Regions from separate parts of the Macaca mulatta genome. Here region 2 is linked to region 1. Evidence: chromatin contacts called from public Hi-C data. All regions are on one chromosome and are shown on one strand. The core of a region is the stretch at or near the end of the contact, and the rest is flanking DNA. Distances in the headings are between cores, read along the strand shown.

The links. A called contact is a pair of places that touch in the nucleus more often than the background predicts.
Region 2: a Hi-C map of cortical neurons shows a contact between it and region 1, with 7 times the contacts expected there. The contact joins the promoter of PSMA2 here to the promoter of STK17A in region 1.

Annotation. Positions count from the first base shown.
Region 1 is chr3:84,775,089-84,778,436 of T2T-MMU8v2.0, forward strand. STK17A (serine/threonine kinase 17a) reads right to left here and starts at 1,631. Exons shown (of 7, transcript XM_001095883.5): 1 at 1,292-1,631. The coding sequence starts at 1,497.
Region 2 is chr3:85,453,498-85,456,845 of T2T-MMU8v2.0, forward strand. It overlaps PSMA2 (proteasome 20S subunit alpha 2), which reads left to right and starts at 1,489. Exons shown (of 8, transcript NM_001266881.1): 1 at 1,489-1,557. The coding sequence starts at 1,517. MRPL32 (mitochondrial ribosomal protein L32) reads right to left here and starts at 1,306. Exons shown (of 3, transcript XM_001097622.5): 1 at 1,159-1,306. The coding sequence starts at 1,288.

The sequences.
Region 1 (3,348 bases), core at 381-2,880:
AACATTTAGGAATAAGTAAGACTTTGTTAAGGTAGGATTCCACACTCCCTACCCCGCCCCCCCCAAAAACTATTTCCAAAAGTTACCTTAATATGTGTAAGGCAGTGTGTTTTTAACATTACAACCAATGTTACATTGTTTGCCTTTTCAAGACCCCAGCTGAAGGCTGTTCCAACTGTCAGGCCCTTTCCCATTACAACATGGTGCTATTTTGCAACCATGACAAATGCTGGCAATAATGAGAACATTTACTGAACGCCATGTGGCAAGCCCAGTGGTATGCGCTTGACAGGCATGGCATCTTCAGGACACCTCTGAGGTAGGTAGTGTCATCATTATACTGATTTTACGGATGAGGAAAGTGAGGCTGGGGAGTCTAACCCCTCCAGAGGAAAACACAGCAACCAGGGCACGAATATGAACTCAAGTCTGCCCCCAAAGCCAGAGAATTTAACAACTTCCCCAAGCTGTTCTCAAGGAAGAGTCCCCAAATCCCACAAAAATCACTCGATCACCCCTCTTCAGCATGCAAAATGTAAAGCATCCGAATAGCCTGCACTTGCAACTTCGGAGACAAGCTCTCCCTATTCCCACAAAAAAAAACGGTGGGCTAGGGTAGGGTGAGGGGAGAAGGGAAGAATCGGTTCCCAGCAAAGTAAAAAGAGCGAGAAAAGGGCCAAGCGCCTACGAAAGAAACCAATCTAACTCGAGGCAAAGGGACCTAAATATTTTAGAACTAAAAAGGCACAAAACCAACCAAGAAAACGAAAATGAATTCAGCAGAAGACCGACACAAGGTAACAGAGCACCGGTGCAAAGGAAGCTGTCACAACGGATGCTGTATTTTATTAAAACCACACAGAGAGACCAAGAAAGTCGCAAGAGTTGAAGGAAAAAAGCAAAGCCGGCTCCACAGACCTCTGGTTTTCAGACCCGCTGCTCGGGGTGAAAAGCAGAGCGCGGTCCGCACCTTCTCTCGTTAAATCGCCATTCGAAACGCCACAGAGAACCAAAGGGCTGAGGAGAGGAAAGTGTCCGCGCCTCCGGGACCGCCATCGAGTTACCATCACTCGCTCGCTGGGCGCGGCGCGTGGTGGGGGTGGGGAGGCGCTGGTGCGACTCGGCTGCCCTACTCGCCGTCAGCACCCAAGTTCGTGCCAAGTCACAAAGCGCGTTATCGGCAGCAGCAACGCCACCTCAGGCTCGCCGCCGGGGCCCCGGCGCTTATCGGCGCCAGCGTCCCGCCCCGCGCGTCCGGAAAGGTTCCGCGCCGGGCCCCGCCCGTCCTCACCTGCCCAGCTCCCGGCCCGGGCACAGGCTGTAGCTGTCCTGGAAGGGCTCGGTGCGCACCGCGGCGCGGATCTCTGTCAGCAGCCCGCGGGCCTGTGGCGGCGGCGGCGGCCGGCACGGCACGCTCAGACCCCGGCCGGCCCGGCCCGAGCCTGAGGTGGCGGCTGGGGAGGAGCTGCCGCTGCCCGGCTTCTCCAGAGGGATCATGGTGTTCAGGCCCGCTTCTTTCCTGGCCGCCTGTTCGCTCTGAGAAGCCGGAGGGTCACGGACCCGCCCCCGGCTCCTAGTGCCGGTCCGCGGAGCCTTCAAACACCCGCTCTCCCCAGCGCGGCGCTCGGACTGCGGCAGGCAGGCTACCGGCAGCTCGGCCCCGCCCATGGCCCCGCGCCTGGCCCCGCCCCGTGACCATCCCGCGCCTGCCCTGCGCCCTGCTTTTGGCCCCGGCCAACCCCACCCCACGTCCGCCCCGCACCTAACCCCGCCCCTCCCCGTCCAAGCCTCACTCCGTGGCTGCCCCGCCCCCTCGCTGAGCTCCTGCGGGGTCCTGAGCGCCCGATGCCTCACGCGCGCCCTCTGCAGCTCGGGGGGAGAAGGTGCAGCTTTCAGGACGGCCCGGAGGCTGGAGGCGACTCACAGCACCACCCTTTGGCCAGGACTGCCTACTGCGTTAGCAGAGTTGTGCACCTGTTGAGCATCTGAGTCACAAAAGCTGACCTTCGGTTAATAAAAGGCATTTGAGCTGTAAGCGGGACTTCACGTGGTGGGAAGGGGTGATGAGACCCTGATCTCCGTACACTGGGGGAGGGGTCTGGAGGCAGGAGTTGTATAAATATTATTAACCCTGCACGCCAGCCCTTTGAAATAGACACTATTATATCGTCTGTAGTCGTCCCTATATTTACTTTAGAGGTCTTCTCATCCAGTCTTACGACTTTAATTACCATCTATATGCTCATGACTACAGAATTTGTATCTCTAGCTTTCAAATATTTCCTGAACTTCAGAATGGTGTATTCAACTATGCATTTGGCATCTCCACTTAGATGTCAAATTAGCATCTCAGGCTTAACATACACAAAAGTGAGTTCCTGATTGGTCTTCATGAATGCACTCCTACCCAGCTTTCCCCGTCTCAGTTTTCTTCATCTCCTTCCTTCTAACTCTTCAGGCCAAAAATCTTGGGATGAGCATTGACTCCTCTCTCATGCCCATCTGCAGTTTGTCAATGCGGCATTTGATCATTTCTCTCTATTTCCACCTTACCACCATGGCCTGAGCCACCGTTATCTCTTATCTGGATTACTGTGATAGTTTACTAACTGGACCACCTGCTTCCATCCTTCTTCCTCCCTAATGCCGCATAGTTCATTTTCAAGGCAATGAGAGTGATCTTTTAAAAATCGAAACCAGGCCGGGCGCGGTGGCTCACGCCTGTAATCCCACCACTTAGGGAGGCCAAGGCAGGCGGATCATGAGGTCAGGAGATCGAGACCACCCTGGTTAACACGGTGAAACCCCGTCTCTACTAAAAATACAAAAAATTAGCCGGGCGTGATGGCGGGCGCCTGTAGTCCCAGCTACTCGGGAGGCTGAGGCGGGAGAATGGCGTGAACCCGGGAAGCGGAGCTTGCAGTGAGCCGAGATGGCGCCACTGCACTCCAGCCTGGGCAACAGAGCGAGACTCCGTCTCAAAAAAAAAAAAAAAAAAAAAAAATCGAAACCAAATCGTGCCACTGCTCTGCTCAAACTGTCTCGGAGTTTTGCTTCTGGCACTGATAATATTAGTTTATTTGTGATCAACATTCTCACTAAGAAAAAACAGAAAAGTTGGCAAAAGTTAAAAAATTCCTCTCCCAGCAAAGACTTGGATGACTGAAATCCTGGAAAGATAGGCAGCTCAGAAAGCTGCCACTTTTCCCATGAGGTATTCGATGATTTTAAAGCAATGGCTGGAAGAGTGAGAAAGTAAGCAGAGCTTTCAGCCATCTCATGGGGTTGGGGAGAAAAAAAAATGGAGTTTAGGGCCTATTTAGGATGAGGGGCTGGTAAGCAACTAGG
Region 2 (3,348 bases), core at 239-2,738, 680 kb after region 1:
ATATTATCACTTTCAGGCTGCTTAGAAATTGAGTAGAATGTAAATGCCAAAGCAATGACAGTTTCAACATCCAAGATACTTCCAATTAAGATTAATTCCAAGTGAAATATGGGAAACAGAATTCATCTCCTCAGAGCTCAAACACCACAGAAAACATGTACTGTGCGGGAGGGAGGGAGGAAAGGAGGGAAGAGGGGAGGGGAGGGAAGGGAAGAGTACAGGGGGAGAGGGGAAGGGGAGGTGAGGTGAAGACAGGGCTGGAAAGGAAAGACAGATCCAGAGAGTGGTGAGCCTTGATGCCAAGTGAGACCTGCAGAACTGTCCTCGGAGGACAACTCTGTACAAATCCCTGAACTCAACAGACTTGACCAAACTCTAGCATAGTTTCTAGCAGCATAAGACTGTATCCTAGGATGACCTCGGCCCTCCTTTAAAGTGACTGCCTGAGAAAGCTCAACGCTGCCTGGAAAATTTCCTATTTATTTTAGCCAACATACTCCTGATAGTAGGTCCCTGAACTCCCTTAGAGCATTTCCTGGAAAGGGCACATAATTGTAAATACGTATCCCTTGCAACTAACTCGGAAGCGTTTCTCTCAAGGCCCTGAGAGCCATTCCTTCGATATCTAATCATTAGGAAGGATAGGGCCTTTGTCTCCCACTATCTGCGGGAGGACAGAATCCTACCTAAGATAACTGCGAGCTAGCAGACACGGCCGGCTAATCACATTTGCACTGACTTCACTGTACTACACTTCTCTGACTCTACAGAGCCCCTACACTCCCGCCTCGCTCATTCTCCCTTTAAAACGCCCAAGTCACCTCTGCACGAACCGGGATGGCGCTCAGCTCTTTATCTGCAGTAGTTACTGAATAAAATCCGTTTTCAGCACTTTAATTACTGGCTGGCTATGATTTATCTTTGACACAAGGTTACATCCTGTGTACGAATGGAGCAAGCAGAAGTTTTTTTTGTTTTTTGTTTTTGCGGTGGAGGGAGCGCAAAAACAGTCATGTTCTCGCTAATATGTGAATGTCACGAACTACGTCCCGGACGTGCGGCCGCGGATGAGAACCCGGGAGAGGGTTAAGAGTGTAAGCTGCGTCTGCGACGCTGCCCGAGGTCCCGTCATCAGTCCCCTCTCCCTTCTTTACCTACCCCACGGAGGACTGGGAAAGCCCGGCCGGTTCTGCGGAAACTTCCGCAGCAGTCGCTCCCAGTAGTTTCGAAGCAGGCCCCGGGCCGCAGGCCACGGCGGAACCACTAAGACCAGCATGGCCAGCGCCATTTTCCCTGCTGGAAGACCGCCCCGGTCCCGCCCCTGCTTTCAGCATGCGCACAGGCACAGAATCGGGCAAGCCTCCCTTTCTAGAACTACAACACCCCGCATGCTCTTGGAGCAGCTCTGACTCTCCTCCAATCATAGAGAGAAAAGGAAGGGCGAGGGGCGGGGAAATGAAAGAAAATCGGCCACAGTGCGCATGTATGCGGATGTGCTTTGGCTCTTCGGGTAAAGATGGCGGAGCGCGGGTACAGCTTTTCGCTGACTACATTCAGGTATGGAAGGGGCCCTCGAGGTCCTCAGCGTAGTCGAGGTTGCAGGAGCTCTGTCGACTTAGTTTTTCCCATCCTGACGTCGGGATTGGTGCTTCTGGAGGGTCCAGTAGAGAATGGAGGTGGAAATGCGGCTTTGCAAAGTCATTTGCCAGGCCGGCTCGGGATTCCTGGAGCTTCCTTGGTCGGAGGCTGCTGGAGGATCGGGGGGCTGCGGGACGGTGAGGCACATAGCCAAGGATTCGCTTTCACTTTGGAGACTAGAAAAGAAGGCAGTTTTAGCTCAACCATCTTTGGGTGGCCCGTTCCGAACCCAGGATTTTTTTTCCTGGCTCAAGTGGACCTGATGCGGTGGTTTCTGAAACTCGGAATCATGGTCAAATATGTGGGATCCCCTTTTCTTGGAAAACTCTCAGCTTTACGGTTAAGTCGAAGTCTTGGTCTCCGTTTGGCACTAGTGTCTTTCAAAACCTCCCGCTTTCGATTTCTTCGATGCATGAATTAGAAACATAAGGAGTAAAAACCGAAAGCGCCTATCACTTTTTTTGTGAACCCTTAACAACGAGGCAACAGTTTGAGTTTTGGCCTTTTTTTTTGGTGTGTGGAGGGGGAACGCAGAGGGGGATGTTTACTTTAAACAAGTTTGTAGGCTTTTCTATTGTAGAACAGGGGATTAGAATAGTAAGTTTACTTTCCAAAATAGTTGAGGCGAACCGTGGCTCCCAATGTGAGGAAGTCATCAACGAAGACTTTTAAAAATTGACTGGGGAAGTTTTCTGACTTACCCATTTTCTTAAGGATCAGTAATGCCCAGTTTACTTCAAATGTAGTCCTGACAACTGAAGGCAGGCGGGATTTAACTTGTTGAGTACTTTCTGTGTAGGTGCAACTTAACCGTAACCTGCTCCATCTCTTTCCACTGCTATGATGAATGTTATCTCAGCTTCTTACAGATGAACTAACCACAGCTTGTACAAATTAAATAACTTGTCTGAGGTCATCGGTTAGTAGCTGAGTTGACATTCAAACTGGATTTTTTTCTGATAACAAAAATTAATACACTTTCTATTACATAATGTCTTAAATTCCAAAAGTACCTTTCTCTTGGCAGTTTTCAGTAAGCAGTGAGTGTACGTAATAGTTTTTTTTTGTAACCTTTGAACAAGATTAATTATGCAATAAAAAGTGTCATATTACATATGACAGAAGAGTGTGTGCAGGATGTATTCACTGTTCATATTTGTGAAGAAAACAAATGTGGTCCTCTTTTTAGAGACAGGGACTTGGCAGCCTCCAGCTCTTGGGCTCAAGGGATCCTCCTGCCTCAGTCTTTGGAGTAGCTGGCACTAGAGGTGTGCACCACCCTGCCTGCTATTTTTTTTTTTTTTTTTTTTAAGGCTTGGGGTCTTGTGATGTTGCCCGGGCTGCAAATGTGGTCTTTTATCTCAAAGAAAGTGTAATCCTAGTGGAGCTGAAAACATAAAACAACCGTATACCTTCAGGACTCAATCTTTTTGTAACAAATTTCTTTATTAAAATAAACTTTTGGCCAGGCAGGGTGACTCACAACTGTAATCCCAGCTACTTGGGAGACTGAGGCAGGAGGATCACTTTAGCCCAGGAGTTCAAGACTAGCTTGGGCAACACAGCAAGACCCTATCTCTGAAAAAATTAAAAAATTAGCCAGGCATGTGCCTGTAATCCAAGCTTTTGGGTGCCTGAGAGCGAGAGGAGCACTTGAGCCCAAGAGTTTAGGATGCAGTGAGCTGTGATTCTGCCACTGCACTCCAGCCT